Linked DNA regions of Sus scrofa: all the other regions are linked to region 3. A link is a contact called in public HiChIP or PLAC-seq data. All regions are on one chromosome and are shown on one strand. The core of a region is the stretch at or near the end of the contact, and the rest is flanking DNA. Distances in the headings are between cores, read along the strand shown. Region 1 has its middle 140 kb from the start of TMCO5A. Region 2 has its middle 130 kb from the start of SPRED1. Region 3 has its middle 64 kb from the start of FAM98B.

Evidence for each region. HiChIP or PLAC-seq counts read pairs in DNA pulled down with a chosen protein or histone mark.
Region 1: a contact with region 3 is called in an H3K27ac HiChIP or PLAC-seq map of alveolar macrophages. The contact joins two enhancer-like sites. A contact is called at or near these places in 1 of 47 Hi-C or Micro-C datasets (heart right ventricle) and 2 of 2 datasets of contacts at active chromatin or transcription factors (alveolar macrophages and skeletal muscle).
Region 2: an H3K27ac HiChIP or PLAC-seq map of skeletal muscle shows a contact between it and region 3, with 5 times the contacts expected there. The contact joins two enhancer-like sites. A contact is called at or near these places in 2 of 2 datasets of contacts at active chromatin or transcription factors (alveolar macrophages and skeletal muscle).

Annotation. Positions count from the first base shown.
Region 1 is chr1:133,237,054-133,240,923 of Sscrofa11.1, reverse strand. No RefSeq gene overlaps it. Among named protein-coding and RNA genes, the nearest start is that of TMCO5A, 140 kb to the left of the region's middle. Within about 2 kb of position 2,048, at least 40 of the 83 cell types and tissues checked have an H3K27ac peak or open chromatin away from gene starts, as enhancers often do. A contact at or near this core is called in alveolar macrophages and skeletal muscle, where this site is marked.
Region 2 is chr1:133,148,852-133,153,010 of Sscrofa11.1, reverse strand. No RefSeq gene overlaps it. Among named protein-coding and RNA genes, the nearest start is that of SPRED1, 130 kb to the right of the region's middle. Within about 2 kb of position 2,415, at least 37 of the 83 cell types and tissues checked have an H3K27ac peak or open chromatin away from gene starts, as enhancers often do. A contact at or near this core is called in alveolar macrophages and skeletal muscle, where this site is marked.
Region 3 is chr1:132,881,612-132,885,646 of Sscrofa11.1, reverse strand. No RefSeq gene overlaps it. Among named protein-coding and RNA genes, the nearest start is that of FAM98B, 64 kb to the right of the region's middle. Within about 2 kb of position 2,431, at least 34 of the 83 cell types and tissues checked have an H3K27ac peak or open chromatin away from gene starts, as enhancers often do. A contact at or near this core is called in alveolar macrophages and skeletal muscle, where this site is marked.

The DNA.
Region 1 (3,870 bases), core at 799-3,298, 360 kb before region 3:
AAGAGCAATTTCCAAAAAGAAAAATCTCCGTATTTCAGAATGTATAAATTCAAAAGAGTATACATATATCAAAACGTCAGGTTTTATAAACTAGTGATTACCAGTGGGGAGAAGGAAGGGGGGAGGGACAAAAGAGGGGTAGGGGATTAAGAGATATAAACTAATAAATAAGCTGGGAGGATATATTGTACAACACAGGGAATATAGTCAATATTTTTTAATAACTATAAATGGAGTATAACCTTTAAAAATTGTGAATCACTATGTCATACATTTGAAATTTACATAATATTATACATTGACTATACGTCCATAAAAAATAAGGAGGAAACTACCTTTCTCTCTGGCTTTTGAGAGCACTGAATGAGGTTTTAAAAAAATCATGTCTTACACCTTTAAATATATATAATTTTTATTTTTCAATAATATAGTAAAAAAGAAAATTCAAGAGAACTGTCAAGAAACAATATTAATGTTATCATCTCCTCATTCAGAATAACATGCACAAAGAGTACCTTTAGGGATAAAGTGTAGCTGGATTTCAAGGTGGCAGTCCCAGCAGGGATCCACAGAACTAACGATGCCAGAAATTTTAGTCAGCGAGGCACATCTGCTCATACCTATTTAGAGACGAATTTAAACTGATAGCAGTTTAGAGATATATTTGTCACATTTACAGACTTGTACATTCACAAGCTCCCTCTATGTCTAACCCACTCCATGTTTCCATCTGCCCTTTTGCCCAGTTCACGTGGGAAAGATACCTAATTCTGAGAAATAGTACTTAACCAGGAGCTTTACATATATGAATGGCCTAACTGCTACAGATGTGCTACAGTTTTACAAAACAGTAATATTTCCTGTAAATCACTTACTGTTCTAATTGATCCCTCCCCTGCCCCACTCCTTCCCTATTACCTTGTGGAAGCAGAAGAACCAAAGTATGTTAGAGACCTTAAAGCAATCTGGCCTATCAAAGATTACAGTACAGCATTCTATGTAGATCTATTACCCAAAAGCCAATAAAGGGGGCTTTCTAAGGTTAGTCCATAGGAAATAAAAAATATACTCTTTAGAAAACACCACCATTTTAAAGAACAGTTTGTACCCAAAGGCCCAGGGAATGGGTTCAGCCTAAGTTAAGGCTCCAACCCTTGACAATTCCTAAGAGTCATCTAAATATGGCATTTCAGCCATCTTCTCATCCCTCTGGGGAAAAATTCAAGGTATGTCATACTGCCTTCTGTCTCCAGCAAAGATTGCACCTCAACCACCTCTAATGTGCCTTGATCCATTTTCCAAGAAATCTATAGCAAAGAGGGTTTCTCCAACTATTTACCCTTGATTCTATGTGTACATTTACCTTTCTGAATTGAGGCTCCAGGCTTCACACATACACACACACACACACACATTCTCTTAGCATAGACCATCTCCTGTTAGATGGGTCTGCTGCCTGAGGATTTGACATGTGGGCAGGGGAAGAAACAGGGGCGGGGGGCAGGACAGGAGCTGAGGCCTAGAGAAAGCCTCTACCAGGAGCTTAGAAATCAGAATTGCAACAGAGTCCCCTGACAGAATCAGTACAACCCCCTGTAGCTCCAAAAGCACCCACATGTCCATTCCTCAGTGACCACAAGCTCTAGGGATGCTGGCATTACACAGTATCAGGGAATCTCAACCCTGACATGCTGTCTCCAGTTCCGTTTTACTGTTCCTCTCAGGCCGGCTGCTTACAAAATCGTGTTTGTCCTCCCACTTCCTTTGTCAATACTTCCTCCAGAAGCCAAAACAAACACTCGGCAGCACAGCAACACACCAATCCCAGTACCAGAAAAAAAAAAAAAAAAGAAAGAAAGAGAAAGAAAATGAAAACCTCACAGCACACATGTGGCACAGGAACACAAAAGTTCAGTTTCTGGGAGAAAAGAGACAACAACTATGCTTTATATCTGTTTTTCTCCCCTTCTTCCCCACCCTCATCTTCCTTCCCCATACCACACTGAGAAAAACCCAGAGGGTTTCTTCAGCCTGGGATCCTGGCCAGAGGGTCAAGGACACTAGCTGTTCCACATTCACAGCCCTTCCGGCCCTGCTCCGCTGGTCACTTTTGTTCTGGTGGGGCTGGGCCGAAGGGCGGCAGGCTCCTGGTCAGCCACACTAGAGCTTATGTGTGTTCCAGTGTTTGGAAGTGTTGCAGTGAGGCTCCTGAAGCCTTACTTGTCTAATGTTTGACCTTTCCTCACAATGGCTCCACTGACAGGGCTTAAGAAATGGTGATCTGCTGTTTGAGAAGGAACACTCCGTGCTAGGAAAAGGCCCTTTGCTGGGAGGTAGTTGACCTCAATTCCAGCCAGACTTTCCCATCGCTGGGTCCATCTTCACCCGAAGCTGGATAAAGTTGGGCAGATCATTTAAGCCAGGAGGCTTAATGGAGAAAGCAAATTCTGACCTGATTAAAAGGAAAGTCAGGGCTCTGTGACACCCTGAGGTCCTTCTGGCTCCAGCTTCAATGATTCCTTCATAGTCTTACCCACTGATGGTAAACAATTACCAATGGGTAGGTGACACAAATAGGTGACACCAGCTGGAAACGTACGCTGTGTCTAAAGGGGCAGCCTCTATCTCCAGCCAAACTTCAAGAATGTAGACTCAGTTTTACCAGAAATTCTGTATTTCAAGAGAAGGCAGAAATATGTATTTTTCCTATGAAAATTTTCCGATTTTAAAATTCTGACACCTACTTGATTTTTTTTTATAATTTTTTTTAAATTTTTATATTTCATTTCTTTTTATTACTCAAATGAATTTATCACATCTGTAGTTGTATAATGACCATAACAATCCAATTTCACAGGATTTCCATCCCACAGCCCAAGCACATCCCCCCCACCCCTCAAACTATCTTCTCTGGAGACCATAAGTTTTTCAATGTCTGTGAGTCAGCATTTGTTCTGCAAAGAAGTTCAGTCTGCCCTTTTTTCAGATTCCACATGTCAGTGAAAGCATTTGATGTTGGTGTCTCATTGCATGGTTGACTTCACTTAGCATGATAATTTCTAGGTCCATCCATGTTGCTAAAAATGCCAGTATTTCATTTCTTTTAATGGCTGAGTACTATTCCATTGTGTATATGTACCACATCTTCTTGATCCACTCCTCTGTCGATGGACATTTAGGTTGTTTCCATGTCTTGGCTGTTGTAAATAGTGCTGCAATGAACATCAGAGTACATGTGTCTGACACCTACTTTAAAACTCATAATTCTGCGAAAGCCAAACAAAACACATTTCCTACCTTTCTACCTCCTACCAGTCTGTAACCTGCCTAGAAAGTGACTCTCAACTAAGCATGATCCAGCAGGCGGTGACATGAGGGAGCCTTGTATCAAAATCTCCACCAGGGGCTCTTTCAACTAACCAAACTCCCACTCACAGCTGACCTTTAGGCTTATATTCCTCCTCAATGTTTGCTTTTGCCCTTGAAATTTATGGCATGATATGATGAGAGTGTATCATGCCTGTGAATATCGTAGCAACCAAAAAATGATTGACAATTATTAGAAAGTGCTTATCTTCATATGGACCATGCAGTTTGCAAAATATTTTCATGTACTTTTTCTTATCATCCCTTTAAAATGAAATAAAGAAAACTAGAAATTATAGCTCAGAGTAATTAAGTCAGTTGTCCAAGATCACACAGCTAACAAGTGATAAACAGGGAAAGTGAACCAAGGTCTTCCAACTTGGAACTCTTGAGAAGTCCCGAGTACCTACCTGCAGACCCCCTAAGTAGCAGTCCTGGTCCATGCTCCCTTCTTCCGGACCCTGGCCTGGCCTTTCCCTACTCACGCTCTTTCCAACCCTGATA
Region 2 (4,159 bases), core at 1,166-3,665, 270 kb before region 3:
CCACACACACACACACACACACACACACATACACACACACATTCCCTTTCTTATATTCCATCATGGTCTATCCCAAGAGACTGGATATAGTTCCCTGTGCTGAACAGTAGGATCTCATTGCTTATCCATTCTAAATGCAAGAGTTTGCATCTGCTCACTTGCTTTTTAAGTCATTGTTTTGTGTGTGTGTGTGTGTGTGTGTGTGTGTGTGTGTGTATACGCACGCATGTGTGTGTGTTTTGCCATTTGTCTCAAGTTGAGGGGAGAAACAAATTCTACTTATTTGAGGTTTCTGTTTTTTTCTGATATTTTTAATGTTGCCCATATTGGTCCTTATTAAAACATTTTTTGATATGTAGCTCATTTTGGCCTTATTACACAGTACAATGTGCTTAACTCCAATGTAAAGGTGTATAAATAGGAATAGGCAGGCCAGTGATATCTCCTTTGTAAAACAGCAAAAATAACTGCTTTTTTGAAGTCCAACCAGCTCCCACTATTAGAAGTATAGAGGACATTTGAGTCAAAGTCCTCTTCCTCAAAAACCCTCTTGTTACCATGGGAAAACTGAAATGTTCAAATGTGGGCAATGTTATAATTAGAACCAAATGTGGGCTTCGTGGGACCTGTCATGATGTTTCTAGGAAGCTAGTTCTGCGTTGGCTTTGTAAGACATCCTTTTCCTACAATCATGACTCACTGTGACTTCCAAGGCTCCCTTCTCCTCCTCCATACTCACCCCCTCCCCTGCCCGCCTTGTTTTGGAGTGGAACCTGCCTCCAAGCCCCCATCCAGAGAAGGCCAAGTAGGTGGTTGTGCAGTCCACTAACAAGAATGCCCTTCTAGGCATTGTGGAAGTGGGACAAAGGATTTTGCTGGGCATATTCAGAGCTAATGATGTGCTGGGTATATGTTAATCATACATGGGGAGACTCATTTTTTGGCAGCCCTAACCTGCTCAGTAATCCAGCCAAGCCCTCCCATTCCTCCCTCCTTTCTTCCTTTCAGGAAAGCATGTGCAAGTTCTCCGCAAAACGATGAATCTCTTCTCCTCAGGGGAATGTACGAGTCAGAAATGCTTTTAAAAAGGAAAGAAGAGCCAAAGCCTTTGCATAAGTAGGCCAGCTGCAGAGCCTCAAGGGGGGAGTTGGGGGAGAAACCTCCTTGCGGCTGTGGCCCCAAACCTCCCGGCTGCCACTTGTTTCCATTGTCTGCCCACAACCCCAAACAAGCCAGCCCACACCCCGGTGAGTGCACCCACTGTCATTTTCAGGAAAAGAGATGTTCCGAGTCCATCTTGGCATTTCTGTGAAATCACAGAAATAATTCATTGAATCACAGAACTGAAAGAGATGATCTAATCACTTTCATTTTTAAAATGATGAAAATGCAGTCGGGAGAGTCTATCTGACCTGCCCAAGCTCACATAGCTCTAGATACCTGGAACTAGATCTGGAATCTGCATCTTTTTATTCTGTCTTTGCCCTTTTTCTCGTGGGCTTGTAACAGCAAACCTGATGGTAGATATGCTTTCACCCCAGTTCTCTTGCTGTGGTTTTCTCTAATGTTCTCTTGTCATTTGAATAATGTGTAACCAGCATACAGTTGAGCTGAATCTGATTATGAAGACATATCTGTAGTACCTGTTAAAAGTAGAGATTCCTAAGACTTTCATTGGGAGGTTCTGGGATGGGTCTCAGGAATCATTTAACAAGTTTCCCAAGTGAATCTTATGATCAAGTCAGTTCAGGAAAAAACATGGTAGAGCAAAAGTTGAAAGAAAAAAAAATGTCTGTTTGACGGGCAGGGTGTTCCAACAAGAATAGAACGGGAGGGTGGAGAGGACCAGGAATTTTGCCTCCTAGCTGCTTTTTTAGTGGGTTAACCACTAGACCACACTTCCTCTCCAGGAGAGGCAAGGAATTAAAATCAAAGGTTTACCACTGATTCATGCTGCCTGCTAATGCTGCTTATTGCGCCATGCTGTGACCCTGCACTCTAGGGCTTGGAAACAGATGTGGGGAGTGAGCAGCCTGAGGTACTGAGGGGTGGGGGAGGCCTGGTGAAGGCAGACAGCCAGGAAAAGAACTTCCTCTGCTGCTAAATTTCAGGCAGGAGTGGAAGTCGGTCTAAATTGTTACCATGCAGATTTGGAATCATTTTTGCAATCGCCTGGCTCCAATTCCAGGTTTGTGCATTCTGCAACAAGAGCTGAAAACTTAGTAATGCTCCTGACCTGACTTTTGCCTCTGCCCTCATCTGAATGCCTATTATGAAGTTACACATTTAACTCGATGGTCATTTCAGTAGGCAAAAGAGTTTTGTTACCCTCCTTGGCCCCCTCCCTCTCCATACACACTTTTTAAAAGGAAGTACAGAAGAGGTAAGCAATTTGACTAAGTTTAAACTAATTTCAATATTGTGGTTGTTTGATTAAAAATGCAACCAAGCCATTTCAACCACTTCCGGACTCCCTTCAGTATATTCTTATCAGGCAAACAAACAAAAAACAAAACAAACAAAACAAAGAGAAAGATTTATTTTCTCCCATGAAATGAATTTTTAGGTGTGTCCTCAGACATGTAGTATGTAGTTTACCATGTCAATGTTTATCAAAAACACACAGCTGTTAGGTGTTAACTATGTATTCTAGAAATAGTTTTTGTAACTTCTTTACTAAGCCGGAAGCTCTGTGAGGGTGGGGCGGAAATTGCAGCTTTGGTTTTCACTAGACATTGCAATGTGGAAGTGCTTAAGTGCCATGGGGTAGAGGAACTGGATTTCAGGTCCAGAGGGGTTAGGATTCCAAAATTTATCAATAAAATACAGGACAGCCAAAAAAAATTAAATTTGAATTTCATATTTCTTTAGTGTTAGTATAGGTATGTCCCATGCAATGCAATATATGAGACACACTTATACTAAACAATCATTCATTATTTCTGATATGCAAATATAACTGAGCATCCTGTTGACCAGTTTGGCAACTCTAGCACGGGGCTTCCTCATTAGCACTAGAGCCTCCAGGATTACCTCAAAAATGATTAAAATGCAAACCCTTCCCTCTAGAAGGTTTCTAGTATAGTGCCTGAGGAGAAAGAAAGTCTGACTCCACAAGAGTCATGCTACATTGCGATAAACTGTATCACAAAAATGAAAAGAGATCTAGAATCACAGGGCAAGGAGCCACAAAACAAAACCGCCATACCCATGAAGGTTTCTCAGAGCTGGTACGCTTGAGCTTGGTTTTAAAGGATAAGCAGCTAATCAGATGGAGGCATGGAGGTTTGAAAGAGTGCAAGTTCAGTGTGGCTGAAGCATCTCCTCTGTGTGTATAGGACTAGGGGTCAGAGTTGACAGGCATCCAGAGGTGAAGTTTGGAAGGTTGCCTAGGGTAGCCTTGTGAAGTGCCTTTATGTCATGTTGAAGAATTTGAAACTTATATTGATGGGTAGAGAAGCCAGCAAGTGTTTTTCAGCTGAGTGGCATAATCATCTCTGTTTTTGAAAGATAATTCTGGTGACAGATTGGAGTGGGCAGAACTTGTAGGCAGGGAGACCAATTAGGAGTTTATTGAAATAGCCCAGGCAAGAAAAGATGAGCTTATTTCAACTAAGGCAGTGGTGGTGGAAATAGTGCAGAAAGCAAAAATTACAGAGACATTTAGGTGGTAGAATCAATACAGCTTGGTGATTGATTGCATAATGGCAGTAAGATAGAGGAAGAAGTTAATGTACTATAAGTCTCCAGATAAATAATGGGCCTTATTTTTACTCTAATTGTCAATCTGTAGAATGGAGCAATAATACTTTATTTACTTTGCCAGGCTACTGTGAAGACCAATTAAGATTATTTATGTGAAAGCAGCTTGTCAAATATGAAGTGGTATAAAAATTTATTGCTGCTAAAGAATGTGCATCTATCCCAGTAGACTCTAAACTCTTTCAGGGCAGAGGATACATTTTATTTATCTTTGGTCTCCCCTAGCGTGCAGCCTTGAATGTATAGATAACTAATGCATGTTTGGAGCATTGAATCAAATTTGAAATTCTGCCATACCAAACCAAAATAACAAACACTTTGTTTACCATCCTGTTGGTGTGTGTCTGGAAGTACATAACGGATCTAGTGAAAATGCCAACAAAATCAGGGCCACAGT
Region 3 (4,035 bases), core at 1,182-3,681:
TCCCTGGTGACAGGGACCAGAGGGGCAGTGAGATCATTCTCTACTTGGCACTGTACAGAGTGAACACTGGGAGGTGATGTGAGAGGTGTCAGAGAGGAGGTAAGACCCACCTGCTCCCCCTGCTACCTAGGACTGGTTCTGTATGTTTGCCTGTAGAGGTCCTGCATGCACTGGCATCCACCCACTGGTCCCCGAGCTTGAAGGGCCCTTTCAGATCTGAAAACCAACAGAAAGAAAATTTAGGAAGCCACAAATAAGCGGCTTATAATAAATAACATGGTTCCTAGTCAGATTCATTAACCACTGCACCACAACAGGAACTCCGTGCTGTACCTTTAAAGTGCTTCTCCATTCAGGACAAGAGACCAACCCTTCCTTCTTTCTTGACACTTTCTTCCTTTAGCTTAAGGAGTACTCCTCTCTGGTTTTCCTGGTGCTCCTTTTCAGGCTCCTTTGCTAGCTCCTCCTCCCCTGCTAAGCTGCTAAATTGTGCCTCTAGGCTTGGGCCTTGGCTTTTTTATCTTCTCTGAATGATCTCATCCAGACACATGGCTCTTATCACCATCTATTAACTGAAGAGCTCCCAAATTTATATCTCTGATTTTGACCTCTCCCCTAACCCTCAGACTTGCATAACCAAAAAACAAACAAACAAAAACCCCACAAAAACAAAAAGCAAACCTTCTTAACATCTCCTTTTAGATGTGCTGCCGGGTAGTTTCCATGTCCCCCTCCAGATCAACTTTCATCTGTCCTGTGCCCTGCAAGGCTGAATATCATGTGCAGCATCACCAGCTGTCTTACCCAATGAGGAGTATTGGCCATAGGTCAGAATGTTGGAGGAGAGGAGGTTAGGCAGGAGTTCATCTTCCTCAGCCTGCTCACCAGCTGCAGTTATCCTCTCTGGCTTCTGATAAGCCTGCCGTTCCTCCCCTTGTCCTGTTTGGCCTGAAGCTGGTCACAGTCAGTGTACTGGTCTATGGCTTGTCTAGGGACCTTCCCCATCACTGTCAGTCCCCTTGCCCCTGCTTTTATTAACAGTCCCTTTACCCACCTCTCTCCAGGGCTCCAGTTTGACTGGATGTCCACTTTTCACCTAGTTGACTGAAATGGGCATATACTAGACATCTCAAACTTAACACAGCCCAAGTAAGACCCTTCTCCCTCCTAAACCTCACAGTTTCTCGTCACAGTACATGGCAGCAATGTGTATCCCCTTGCTCCAGCCATGGAGCATGGTGGGTGCTCATGGTTTTTATATGAAGGTTGTTCATCTGCAACTCCCCATCTTTAACAACTATAGAATTAGGAGTCTGGGGCTTGTCCTGAATGCTAGTTAGTCCATTCGCAATGGGAATGTCCTACCATTTCTTACTACCTTGTGAATCCTTCAATGGCATAACCTTATTCATCCTTGTATTGTCACCCAGAACAGTATTTAAAATATAACAGATGACTGAAATATGTATGTTGGATGTTTAAGTTAATTAATGTTTGCCAGATACTGGTCTAGTTAAGGGCACCCTTTTTGTTCTTGTATATTTAAACTTTTAATAAAACTGTAAAACTTTTATCTGGTTAGGATGGTTTTAACTTACCTACTTTCCCAGCCTTAGTATTCTACAACTTTAATTTGAATTATTCTAAAATGCAAGAGATGAGGATTAAGCAGGAATGCTTTGGCTTTTGAGTTGTTTTTGAGCTGAATAAAGTCCACAAAACCACTGGGAGACTTTTACATGAACAGCTGTTAGGTGACCCTGTAGAAGGAAATGTTATGTTCATTTAAAAAAAAAAAAAAGAGTATAAACAGTAAACATGCTGGGAGGTCAAACTAAGAATGGGAAAAGAGAGGCTGGGAACTGGAGAGCTGAGACTTGGACTGTTTCACACCAGCTCTAAAAGTGCTAAGCGATTTTCCTGATGTCTTTGAAAGAAGTTTTAGCCCTTTTTGTGGCTATTTATGAAATCACGTTGCTAGGTGACACCGTGGGATGAGCACGGTGCTAACCTAACACTCACTGATTTCCAGAACTAGTAATGAAGGGATATATACGGGGGCGGGGGATAGAATCCAGGAAGGAATGCAGAGGCATCCGGATGAGAAGTGTTTGGAGTAAAGGAATCAGCTTTAGACAAACCTTCCTTTTTCTCTCTCCATTCCGGTAAAATGATCTGTTCAGGATCTTTTGTCCAACCTTTCCCCTGCTCTCTCTTGGGGCCCAGGAGGGGGGGGGCTGGTGTGCCTCGTTGCCAGCAGCCTTTTCCTCTCTTCTGACTTTTGGCCTCCTCTGGGAGAAAAGCAGGGCTGCTTCCTGCAGCAGCCTCATCGGGAAATCACTAGGGAGGAAACCCAGGAGTCAGGCTCCCCACGCGGCCAGTCTGAGAACCGGCGTTGCCTTTCTTCTCTCCGTGCACGCGCCGCGTGGGAATGTGTGGGAGGCCGACTGTCGGTGCTTGGGTGAAGCTGGGGCGGGGAGAAGGATACTGCATGTGCTGCAGTGTGAGGAGGCTGATTTCCAAGCAGCAGACCACCTGCAATTTAAAATACATTTTTTAGCCATTTAAGTCATAGTGACCTGAAGCAAAGCCAGTCACCATTTTGAAAGGCATCTATTGAAAACTGGGTTCCTAATGTTTGCTTGCCAAATAACCTGGGAATATACAAGTTCACACAGCTGGCCGGAATCGCTAAATGACACGTTTGGGGATATTAGCCAGCATCCGGGGGCTATAGGAATTGAGGAATGCTTTGGGTGTTGTGTGTGCTTGTGTTTTGTTGGCCTGTGTTCCTGAGGCCACCCGCACCTTAGGGACGCTGCTTGGGGATAATTGCCAGGTGTACGCTTTGAGCCTCTCTGAAGCAGTCCGAAGCACTTGCTGGAACTGGGGATGCATGTAATCCCCGCCTGTCACTGAGTCTGCATTGCGTCTTTTGCACCTCCTAGTGGCCGCGAGTTAGTGCAAACCAGACCTTCTGCTGCAGCTACTGCTCCTTGGAAACAGGCGACTGTGCTGTTCTCTCTCATAGTTCCTTGCTTCAGCTGCGGGATCTGCGTGGTTCTTACAGCTCCATTGCAGTTCTCCAAATGAGAGAAGAGGTTGTCCTCAGTGATATTAGCTTTTAGTTGCTGCCCCTGATAGTCACCTTTATGCACATTTGGAAAAGGGTGATCTCCCACAATGAAGAGCAATTAAAGGTTTCTAAGTGAACGATTTAAAAAAAGTTCCTTCTTCCATCAGATAGCCCTACCCTTCCAGGTAACCAGCTTGGCAAAAGAGGCTAAGCCTGGGTTTTGTTACATTTGTATTCTTGCTCTGCTTGGGCTCCTGTGAATGCCACTTGTGGAGGCCTTATACTTGAGACTGTACACTAATTTTGAAAAAAATGAAAATTTTATTATGATAAATTTCAAACCTATGCAAAGTAGGTGGAATAAAAACAAGATAAAGCATATATGCAAAGCACCCATCTTCAACAATTTTCAGCTCCGAGCTTCTCTTATTTATATATACTTTAAATTTCTCCCCCACATCAAGTATTCTGAAGAAAATTCTAAAAGGATTGAGTTGAATCTATATCATTTCATCTATAAACATTTGAGTGTGTATCTCTAAAAGAGGTGGTTTCCTAGAATCCTTCAGAAGCAGTCAATGAGATTTTTTGAGTTTTTTTTTTTTTAATAAAGGAACTCTTGGATTAAACATGTTTGATACATTTTAATCTTTTACAGATTATTATCCCTATTGAAGTTCCCTTTGTCTTCTTTTTGGTCAGTGGAAACTCGAGTAGTTTCGCTTCCCCAATACTGTCTTTATGTTGTGGTTGTTAATAGTACAATTTATTTATTCATTTATCAAAGTCATCAAACTTTACCTGCTGGTTTTAACATCCCTTTCTACACTCCTTATGACATCCTACTGTAAGGTGAAGCTTTCTCTTTTCTGCATTTATTATTTATTTCATTTTATATGGGTGGACTCATGGTTTTTAAAAGAGTTATGACCCACTCTTATCATTATTTATTTTGATGC